Regions from separate parts of the Mus musculus genome. Here region 2 is linked to region 1. A link is a contact called in public Micro-C data. All regions are on one chromosome and are shown on one strand. The core of a region is the stretch at or near the end of the contact, and the rest is flanking DNA. Distances in the headings are between cores, read along the strand shown.

Evidence for each region. A called contact is a pair of places that touch in the nucleus more often than the background predicts.
Region 2: a contact with region 1 is called in a Micro-C map of granulosa cells, with 4 times the contacts expected there. The contact joins the enhancer-like site here to the promoter of Atp10a in region 1. A contact is called at or near these places in 5 of 39 promoter capture datasets (the 3T3-L1 cell line, embryonic stem cells and pre-B cells), 1 of 484 Hi-C or Micro-C datasets (granulosa cells), 4 of 115 datasets of contacts at active chromatin or transcription factors (effector CD8 T cells, fibro-adipogenic progenitors, neural progenitor cells and 1 more) and 3 of 9 other capture datasets (adipose tissue, liver and pancreatic islet).

What each region holds. Positions count from the first base shown.
Region 1 is chr7:58,656,814-58,662,714 of GRCm38.p6, reverse strand. Atp10a (ATPase, class V, type 10A) reads right to left here and starts at 4,513. Exons shown (of 21, transcript NM_009728.2): 1 at 3,800-4,513. The coding sequence starts at 4,260.
Region 2 is chr7:58,787,083-58,792,726 of GRCm38.p6, reverse strand. It overlaps Atp10a (ATPase, class V, type 10A), which reads right to left. Exons shown (of 21, transcript NM_009728.2): 7 at 4,281-4,533; 8 at 1,526-1,743. Among named protein-coding and RNA genes, the nearest start is that of Gm39019, 59 kb to the right of the region's middle. Within about 2 kb of position 4,061, at least 52 of the 459 cell types and tissues checked have an H3K27ac peak or open chromatin away from gene starts, as enhancers often do. A contact at or near this core is called in adipose tissue, granulosa cells and neural progenitor cells, where this site is marked.

The sequences.
Region 1 (5,901 bases), core at 3,264-5,763:
AGAAGTCAGAGCAAGCCTGGGCACCAGACTAAGATTACACATCTCAAACACAGAGAGAGAGTGAGACACATACACAGAGAGAGAGAGAGAGAGAGAGAGAGAGAGAGAGAGAGAGAGAGAGAGAGAGAGAAAGAGAGAGTGAGAGAGAGGGAGAGAGAAAGAGAGAGAGAGAGAGGGATGGAGAGAGAGAGAGAAAGAAAGAGAGAGAGAACAGATCTGATTGAATAAATACCTCATTTGCACTGTAACTGAAACATGGCACCTGGAATAGGCACAAGAGAAGACAGACTTCCACATTTTACAGTAGCCTGTGGCTTCCTGTGCTTACCAAGGTACTAGTCAGAGTGACCTAACCGAGGTCTCTTCCTGAGCCCACTGAATTCGGTGACCCATGAGTCAAGGTTCATATCCGTCTTCACTCCATATGCCTTATAATTCATTCTTGGTCTCCCTATGCCCTGGCCCATGTGCTACTCCATTTCCACCATCACTGATCTGCAGCACCCACAGCCTCTGCACATCTCTGGTCACATCCCTCTCTGGTCCTTACATGGCAACTCCAGATCCTTACCTATCTTCTTCTCTAAGAGGTGTTTCCTAGTAATCACTCTGCTTCTCAGGATTAAGAGCCCAGCCTAGGGCCTCGCTCAGGGCCCTAACAGCAGCCCTGGATGGAACTCAGCTTCCTCCTCCTTTCACACAAAGGGCCCGATAATATCAATCCCAAACTTCACAGAATGGAAGAATTTGACCTGTCTTCCCATAACAAGGAAGAGAAGTGGGGCATAAGCCTACAGCTCTTCCCACAGTACGGAAGTGATAAAGGAGGGGGGGAGGGGACTTCTGCATTGGAATGATGAAAGGTCAAAGATGGAGGTAAGATACCTGAGGTAAGGCTCCACATACACATACCATCTCTCTCAAGCCCACAAACTACCCAGTTCCTTCCCTGGAGGAGAAGGAAAACTTCCAAGGGAAACTAAGAAATTAACTTAGAGGCAGGGAGTATGGGGAATATCATAGGCCTCTTTGAAGGCTGTACTAAATGCTCAGGAACCAACTGGAAACCTGAACTTCAGTAGATGTGGGTTTACAATGTCAGTTCTCTGCCTCTGTTTTCTCATCCACAGAATGGGGCGGCAAATGACAAATGGGCCACACTCTGCCAACAGAAAATAAACTATTTCCTAAAGCTAAAGTATTTTTGAAAAGGAGGCTACTGGAATGGCAGGCTGGATAGAAGTGGGAAATACACATTCCCAGATGCAGAGACTTGTTAGAGCCCCACCTTGACGTGTGCAGAGGACAGACACACGGTTGCCTAGAGTTGGAGACACTGAGGGCTTTGTATGAAGATTCCACACTGGCTTGCTGAGGCTTCTGGTGCACAGGATTCAGGAAATTCCATAGCCCTTCCCATCCACGTCATCATGTCTGGTGACTAGCCAATGAGCGCCTCTCCAGAGCAAGCACCGGGCCTTACGCAAATGTGGGCCATCACATAAGCATCACATCTTTGCTATTTCATACTCATTCCTGGGCCTATTCCCAAATCTGCTAAGCCTAACACATTGAAGATGTGATACTTTAGAAAAAAAAAAAAAGTGCCAGTGGTTCTTACAAAAAGTCTAAAAACCGCAAGCATAGGAATGTGAGAAACCTGTTTGAGGCTCAGACCACTCTGCAGTAGCTACAAGTTACTTAACCTCTCAGAACCTTAACACTGCTCAGGCAGTCAAAACATTCAAGTTGACCTAGGCAACACAACATGGACCCATATCAAAAACAAAACAGAAAACTCTCGTATAGAGAAAAGGATGTCCAGTCCTCTAAGTTATCCCAAGGGATAAGTTCAACATCATCACTCATATGTTCAAGGCTCAACTTGCCACTGAAAAGCAGGGCTTCTTAGGGTGTTTTCAGGCATGGTGAAAACTGAACATGAGCTGGGGCAGTGGTGGCGCACACCTTTAATCCCAGCACTCGGGAGGCAGAGGCAGGCGGATTTCTGAGTTCGAGGCCAGCCTGGTCTACAAAGTAAGTTCCAGGACAGCCAGGACTATACAGAGAAACCCAGTCTCGAAAAAAGAAAAAAAAAAAAAAAACTGAACATGAAGAATATCATCCAACTAGGAAGCCATGTCCAACAAGGTAAGCCAGAGACAAACAATGAACTGAACTACAAATGATGGCCAAGACATCATTTTCTTCAGGGGTGCTCCAGCTGATGAACAGAGAGCTCCAAAGGTGATCTACCTCCATGTGGATATCCAGGTGGGGAATAAAGGGAGAAAGTTCACCAGGAAACCCTGGCTCACATCAGAGCCTTGGGGTTCTGAGAGATGACTTCCATCAGAAGGAAGTAACTCTCAGGTCACCAACCTGGGAAGCAGCCCCTCAAGGTCTCTTTTCCACTGGAAACAAGTTTTGGCCAGAGGGGGATAGTGGTGGCCCACACCCTTAACCCCAGCACTCAGGAGGCAGAGGAAGGTAGATCTCTGAATTAGAAGCCAGCCTGGCCTACTGAGTGAGTTGTGGGTCAGACAGGGTTACATAAAGAAATTGTCTCAGAAAACAAAACAAAAAACAAAAAACAAAAAAAAAAAGAAGAAGAAGGAAGGAGAAGCTGCTGGTCCCTGTGGTTGAATTAGGGAAAACCTGGAAGAAGCTGAGGAAGAGGGCTACCCTGTAGGAGGACTAGAAGTCCCAATTTCCCAATTAACTTGGACCCCCGAGATCTTTCAGACACTGGACCACCAACCAGGCAGCCTACACCAGCTGATATGAGGCCCCCAACACATATACAGCAGAGGACTGCTGGGTCTGGGTTCAATCAGAAAAGATGCACTTAACCCTCAAGAGACTGGAAGGCCCCATGAAATTTAGAGGTCTGGTGGGGTGAGGGGTGGGGACATCCTTGTGGAGAAAGGGTGGGAGAAGGTATGGGATGTGGAAAAGTCGAAGGGTAACCAGGAGGGGAATAAAATCTGGAGTGAAAAATAAATTAATTAACTAATTAATTTTAAAAAGAACTAATGAAAGAGAAAAAGAGAGAGAAGGAAAGAAAGAGAAAGGAAAAAGAGGGGGGGTGGAAGGAAGGAAGGAAGGAAGGAAGGAAGGAAGGAAAGAAGGAAGGAAGGAAAAGATGGCTCGTGGCATGTCCCAGCACTGGGGAAACTAAGGAAGGAAGCTCATCACTAGGTCATCACCCTGAGCTACATTGAGATCCTATCTCAAAAACACTGCAGCAAGGTGGAGAAAGAAGAAGCCTAAGAAAAGGAGAGGCAAAGGAGGACAGAGGGAGAGAGAGGGGCACCGGCAGGGTCAGGGAGAAGGAGCAAGGAGACTAAAAAATGGTACCCAGACTGTGGCGGGATCATAGCTAACTTAAATGGATGGACTGTTGTTTTTGCCTGACCTTCAATCTAATCTGTGCCCGATGAATCAGAACTTTTTGTCCCAAAACATCTATTATCTAAGACCAAGCTATAAATTCCTGTGTGTTAAATGCCATGGTGACTTGGCCAAGGATTGAGGCCAGGACTTCAGGTGATCATATTCTAGGCATAGGGTAAGGGCAGATGTGGATGAAACTAAACACGTGCAACCAGATGCCAACCATTGGTTCGTTCTAGTTTAGAAATTAAGTTTAGTGCTAATCTGGAACAGGGGACCTGTGTGCACCCCTGCATCTTTGAGGATGAATGATTTTCACCTGGCCCAGGCTACTCCGCGGGCCATCCTGGACTCGTGCAAGTCACACTCAACACCCTTTTTTCGGATGCTCAGTTTGGCTCACCTGCTGAAGACAAGGCAGCCCAGGTGGTTGATTTCATGGTCCGAGCGGTGTCGGCTGTAGTCCTCCCACAGGTCTTTGATGGCTGTGACCGCCAGAATGAAGAGCACAGGCGCCAGTGCCAGGCCCGGCTGGAAGGCGTTCACAGCCGGCACAAAGTTGAGCAGCGCGATGAAGACGAAGTACACATTGGCTAGGCGGTGGAACTGCTCGAAGAGATTCTTGGGCAAGAAGGACAGCAGCGTGTACTTGGTGGTCTTGAGGCGGTTGTCGGCCAGGTGCTGGATGCAGCCGCGCATCAGCAGCCGCTCGCCCTTGGGGGCTCCGATCGTGGAGTCCTCGGTGCCCAGAGGCGGTAGCAGGTTGGAGCGCACCGTGCGCGTCCTGCCCTCCCAGCGCCTTCTTCGCGGCCGCCGCCATCCCGAGGATGCGGACTCTTCGGCCGCCGGGAGCTCCCGCTCCATGGCCGCGTGTCGCCGCGCCCGGCTCCTCTGCCGCTCGCGCCAGCCTCCTAGGTGATCATCGCCCGCCGCCCGGGCGCGGCAGCGCGGACTCCCCTCCTGCGGGACGCACAGACACCACAGTCAGCGTGCCGAGCCCCGCCCAGCCCGCGCAGCCTGTCCAGACTTCCAGGTCTACTAGTCCCCGCGGGCAGGAGGTCGCGGGCCGGCTCGGCGCTCTTCCCCTCGCAGTCCCCTCCCGCCACCCAGGCGGCCTGGGCGGTTTCCGCCGAGGTGGCTCCTCTGCCCCGCCCTCACTCAGCGCCCAGATTCAGATTGGGCGGATAGCGGGAAACAAAAAGAGCCCGCGCTGGAAACTTTAGAGAGCTTTACTTTCGTTTCTCTGAGGCATCCAGTTTAGTCCCAGAGAGTTTGCAAACTCACTGTGCCACTAAGAGAGGAAGACTGAGTATCAGTTCGCCCCATCCCCTCCTAGCCCGCGCGCTCTAACTAGAGCAGACAGACTTGATCCAGGACCAGGAAATGTTGTCTGGAGAGCTGGTTTAGGACCTCCTCAAGGCTGGGTCATTTGAAGTTAAACCCAGAATCCTTAGTATACCGATTTTCCAGTTTCCAAATTATGTTTTGAAAAGCGCATTGCCACCTAAGTACTCTCCATAAAGTCACTATTTCTGTCCCCCCCCCCAAAAAAAAACAAAACAAAAAAAAAAACAAAAAAACACCCTACCCTCCAGCTTGCACTTACTTTCAGATATAATTTTTTGGTGAACTGGAAATTTTCTTTTTCTAGAATTACCTTCAACATTCTTTGTTCCCCAAATAGGACTTTTTTTTAAATTTCTTCATAGAAGAGAAGATTATAATATAGATCCAAAGAAACATTTGGGTCACTGTTTCCCTGCCTGGTAAACAAGGACTGAGATTCCCTAGGGCAGTTTTGTTCTAGAGATCTAGAAAAAGACTGGGCAGAGAGGGAGCCTGATGGGCAGCTGAGGGAATGTGAGCAAAGGGTTCCTTTCCTGTTGATGGGAGAGAGGAGTTTACATACATTGAATATTGGGAAATTGAAGGTGACTTTGGAAGGAGCTGGGAAGCATACTACAGGTGAAGTAGGGGCCCACAACTTCCACTCCGTGTGCCTCTTTACAGATACAGAGATGAGAAATGGGGATATTTGTGGTCTAGGAGAGCATGGCTGGCAAATAAATGAGAAATAACTTTGGGGTACTTTGTGTTCAGATTTGAGGACCTTAGCCTCTTCCTTTAACAGGCTAGTCCTTCCTTTCTCTCCCTACCTCAGCACCATTTGCTAGCTTTGGGTACTTCCTCTGAGGGTCCTGATCTGGCTTTACTGAAAAATCACTTGTCTTTTCCTATCCCTCTTTTTGGGTGTCCAACCTTGTGCTCCTTGGTTCACATGCTACCCAGCTATTGGAGGTTATCATCCTTGACCAAGCCCATAGTAGTCAATAGAATCCAGCATTAGAAGAGTAAAGTAACAGCTACGGAAGGAAGGAAGGAAGGAAGGAAGGAAGGAAGGAAGGAAGGAAGGAAGGAAGGAAGGAAAGGAGGGAGGGAGGGAGGGAGGGAAGAGAGAAGGAATGAAAGGGAAGAGGAGAGGAGAGGAGAGGAGAGGAGAGGAGA
Region 2 (5,644 bases), core at 2,812-5,311, 130 kb before region 1:
AATCTGTGAATTCATTATTTTTAGTAGCTGAGTATTCCACTGTGTAAATACGCCACATTTTCTGTATCCATTCTTCTGTTGAGGGATATTTGGGTTGTGTCTAGCTTCTGGCTATTATGAATAAGGCTGCTATGAACATAGTGGAGCATGTGTCTTTGCTATATGTTGGGTCATCTTTTGGGTATATGCCCAGTAGTGGTATAGCTGAGTTTTCAGGTAGAACTATTTCCAATTTTCTGAGGAACCACCACATTGATTTTCAAAGTGGATGTACCAGCTTGCAATCCCACTAGCAATGGAGGAGTGTTCCTCTTTCTTCACATCCTAGCCAGCATCTTCTGTCACTTGAGTTTTTGAGCTTAGCCATTCTGATTGGTGTGAGGTGGAATCTCAGGGTTGTCTTGGTTTGCTTTTCCCTGACGACTAAGGATGCTGACTCTTTCCTTTAGGTGCTGCTCAGCCATTAGAGATCCCTCAATTGATAATTCTTTGTTTAGCTCTGTATCCCAGTTTTAATTGGGTTATTTGTTCTTCTGGAGTCTAACTTCTTGAGTTCTTTGTATATTTTGGATATTAGCCCTCTGTTGGATGTAGGGTTGGTAAAGATCTTTAGGTTGCCGTTTTGTCCTATTGACAGTCTTCTTTGCCTTACAGAAAATTTTCAGTTTCATGACATCCCACTTATCAATTGTTGATCTTTTTCACTAGATATTTAACCTTCATCATTCTGCCAGTATAAATAACATATTGGTAAACTTCTGCTACAGTAATTGTTGATTGAGTGACTGAATTTCTGGACTATAACTTTTGAGTACTTCACGTAGTCTGGATCTACATTGTAGAATGCTGGAAGAGAAATGGGTTCTTCTTGCATCCCAGAGCCTTCCTTCCCACATGACAGATGTAAACCCAAAGATTAGCATCTACAATTCTAGATGCCTGTACTTAAATGGTAGCTTCTACATGGGTCTAGAAAGTCTCAAAAGAATGAGGCCATTCAAAGTTAGCACAATTCACTTCTCCTCTGTTCTTAAAACACAGTGAAAGAACCCTTTCAGAACTTGTTACTCACTTTGAGAAATTCCCCTGCCTAATGATAGGAATCCATGAACACACTGGCCATGGAGAAGACAAGAGAGAAGCAGTTTTCTATGCTGTGTGCTCATCTAATTAATGGGGCAGGTAATTGGCTCTTCCTTTTCACACATGTCACTTTGTTCTGATGTTTTGTTCATTTCATTTGGCTAGGCTTCCTCCTCTTTGTCACCCTCTTCAGATGGCTCACTTAGCAACCACGCAGCATCAGATACTATGGCAAAGAGGCTGGATAAATGTTTCAGGAAAGATAAAATGATGTAGAGGGGTGTTTCTAGAAATCTTCTGTGCCTGGAGCACAGCCAAGCCTGAGCTTATTTGTGTGATGGAAAAGAGGTAATTTTGATTATCAGAGACAGTGGACAGTGGAAAGAAAGCAGAGTGATAGGCTCCCATCCCTTCAGAAGGGTTACCCACTGCCTGCACTCACCATGGGGCTGCTGAAGGCAGTGTGCTTAGACAGCATGCTGGCTCTCTTTGCCTCAGCTCGACTGCCTGTGCGCCGGTGGGACTTGATACTTTGGGTCTTATGAGTCATCCAGATGCTCTGATGGCTCCCAGTGCTGCCACGGTGGGATATTGTGCCCACCTTGGACACCACTTCCTCCTCTTCTGAGTCTGCCTCTTGATACCTGGCCAGTCGCTGAGCTGTGGAGATAGGGACAAAATGTTAGACATCAATGGGGGCAGACGGAATTAATTCAGGATGTTGTAGGTTCCATGAGCCTGTGTCTCAGAGGGCACCCAATCCCCACTCTCCAATGGTAAGGTTATAGTTAGTATTTCAAGGGGATTTAAAATGTTCTCTAGCATTCTTACTAACTTGCATTCTCCATGAACTGAGTGGAACTAATAGAGAGGGAGCTGTCTACATGCACCAGTAGACCGTGAAGTGCTATAGAACAACAAGGTTCACTCTCTTGAGGTTGCACAGTCTAATCGCATGTAGCCAGGCCTGAGCCCAGCCAGTGAGGCTCTATCCAAGAGGATCTGGACTACATTCCTGAGATTGAGCCTTGGGGATTCACTGGCCAGTGAGGTCCCCATATTCACATGAGTGTCTGAAAAATGGCATGAAGAAGAGCTCATGCCACTGGTTTTTTTTTTTTTTTTGCCAGTGGCTCTGATCAAATCTTTCCAGGATTTCCAGGTTAGGATGGCTCTTCGAGACATGGGTGAGCAATAAGCAATGTATTCAGAATTACTCTTTCAAACTAAGTATTTAATCAGAAGGTCAAGTGCAGGCACAGCACTTGGTAGAAATATTAGGGCGGCCTAATATCAGGAGATTCTGATCTCCAGAGAAGTGGGTGCCCATGCCCAATGTCATCAGGCTAAGTACTTCTCCATACCAGGATGCCAAACATACCCTCTGTTCTCTGGTGACATATGGCCTAGTGTGCCTGCTGGATTGCAAGGAGGAGAAAAGCCCGGGCACATAGCTGTTGTGCCCACTTTCTGGCATTGTGAATTGAATTAACTCCAGCCTGGAGAGGAGCAACTTATACCTTCAGGCCTCCTCCTCCTCCTCTCTGAAGCTGTGGAGCCTGAAAGGAGCTACTTCTGTTGTACTGTTTGTAACTGTAGAGGCGTTGGAGAAGCCTACACATAGGCATGCAGCCAGCTACCTGTAGGTTATTAGGTCAAGAGGTGAGAGAAGAATATGCCCATAGTCTCTGTGGCTAGCTTTGGTATGTGAGCTCTGGCAAACCATGGGCTGAACTGATTGGAGATGATCTATTTCAGTCCTGGCACTTCTGCACAGCACAAAGATGCATAAAGGCTTTTATGCCTCAAATACTTAACTGTTTCCTCTGGAAGTGACAGAACCTGTTAACCTTAGCTTTGCATTTGACTTCTGTCAAATCTATGATTCTGTCCCATAAAGTCTCAGATGACAACTTTATTTTTTAATTGTGCTATTAATATTATCTTTTATTGACAAATCATAACTGAACACATTTAGAGGGTGCAGATGTTTTGTTTTGACATAGAATAAAATGTGCTATACATACACACGAAACTATTTAATATATCCATTACCTCACCCTCAGTGGATATATCAGCATTGATTGAAGGCACTGGTGTGCTAGAGATCTCAAACCTGTTCTTGCCTGTCTGAAACTGAGTCCCAGCTCTACAAGGCTTCTAAAAACACAATGCCTGGGAGTACACTTCAGTGCACAAAGCTGAGTAAGTGGGCAGGGAAAGGGGAAGCAAGAGGGTTAGAGTGTGGTAGGGACCGCGGAATGAGGTTAGGAAGGTAGACAGGGTAGATAGGCAAAGGCATGGAAAACACCACTAGCAGTTTACTTGGGGTGCACATGAAAGTGTTAAACAGTAGGTAGACTCGTCTGCTTTCTGTTATATTGTATACAAAGGAAGATAGTGCCCATCAAGATAATTCTTAGGTGCTGGGGAGATAGCTTAGTAGCTACTGATCCAGCCACTCACTGGATCCCATTCCCCACTCTATTCTCTTGGCAGTCTGTGCTTTTTTGCTTTTCTTATTGGAAAGAAGGGAACTGTGGGGCAGGGGTATGTGTGTGTGCGCGGCAGTGGGGGGGGGGTGACTCACTCAAAATTGCTATTACTCTAGAGCTATGACTGAAGTGCAGGCATCTTCATCACTGTATTTTCTCTTGGCAAGGGGCTTAAGAAGCTTGGTGATTTTGCCAGAGCCTTTCTTCAGCAAGGAGGGAGGCAGCAAAGGATAAGGAAAGGAAAGATGGGAGGCAGGGCTAGAGACTCATTTCTCTCAGCCTTGAATAGACATTGTGTTCCAAGGCTAAGAATGCATTGTAAAGTACACAGTGCCCGTCTGAGAATTTTCAGCTGATAGCTGAAAGATAAATGAGTGACAACAGAAAATCTCTCTGCCCCTCTGTGGTGCAAAGTGAAGCCACCGCAGAAACTAGCACTTCAAGGGTGTGCTGTCTGGCTGCTGTGCTTGCCTGGCAGAAAATGAGCCAAAACAGATGCATATCATTCCAGACACAGCAGCGAGCACGACAATGTCAGCTCATTCTATAAATAGTTCTGGGCTCCCAAGTGATCAAGAAAGATTTATCTTCCCTTCAGCCAGCAAACCCTGAACCTTGTGGACTGTCTCCTGCCCATGCACAATTTGGAGAGAGCAGTTCTCTAATCCAGCCCAGACTGGAGGCCTCTGTCCTCACACTCACCATTGGCATCGTGAGAATATTCTATGCCGGACACAGTGCATCTTCGAAAGACCATCTTGTTCTCAGTTAATGTGCCGGTTTTGTCCGAGAAGATGTATTTTATCTGCCCTAAGTCTTCTGTTATGTTCAGAGCTCGGCACTGCAGCTGTGAATCTGTCTCTTCATCATAGAGCTCTATATCTTGGTTAATGAAGTATACTTGGCACACTTTAACAATTTCAATGGAAACATATAAGGAAATTGGAATCAAAACCTAGAATACAAAGGCACACGGGATGAATGACTATGAGCACCAGGGAGCAGTTCTCAGTTAATACAATCAAATCAAATGACAAATGACCAAGGAAGCAGGAACTGTACTGTACCTTTAAGAGCTTAAATGGGTTGGCTTAAAGTCACTATTGGAAAAGGATTAAAAGTACTGACAAAGAGTTTAAACTAGAATAGCCTAGGCTGGTGCAATTGCAGAGCGGAAATCCACTCCTATGTCTGGAAGGATAACGATGGCCTGGAGACTAAGTTGTGCTTGAGAGGGGCTAGGAAAGGAAAGAGAGAAGAGAAGAAAACAGGCACAGTCAGAGTCCTCATGAGCAAAGTCACCTCTAACTATAGCAGCACTCTCCCTCATGTTTCCCCAGAGCCCCAGTGACAGGAGCTGTCTATTACCCAAGGATGCGCTCCACAGTCCGGGGGGGGGGGGGGGGGGGCAGCCATGGGATGAAAAGAGTTGTTTCAGAGGCTGGTTTTATGTTGCAGTACAATTTCCTGATCTTGTGCAATAGAGAGCAAATGCAAGATGGCTTGAGAAAAAAAAAAATGCAGTGTGGTTTGATCATTCAAGACCAAATTTCTGGAAATGAATGTTTATTTATAGAGCCACAACACTGACCTAATATTTATGAGCCCAGAATATCATCTTCTGACTAACTGGGTTCTCTTGGTAAATTAATTATGTTAATAAGACACCAACTATTATCCTAACTCAAGGCTAGAACAAAATTTACATTTACAAAAAAAAAAAAAACAACATAAAACAAAAAACAAAACCTAATTTGCAATGTCAAATGATACTGTTTTCCAACTGTAGGAAGGAACCACTTGTGATAAGGCGAGGCTGGACACAGCCTCTGGTTGCTCTGTCCTCACACAGGCTAGGTGTGACCATCACTGCCCCTTAGAGCTCTGGGGATGTTTTTACTCCTTAACAGACCTTTCTGGTGCTGCCATTCAGTTACAGATAGGCAGGCATGTGAATGCCTATGACTGCTACTGAATACTAATGCTAATATATGCAGCAGCACCAGAATGAATTCTGGGAGAGGGGCTCATCTGCAGAGATGCTGTGAATGAAATAGCTTGGGGTT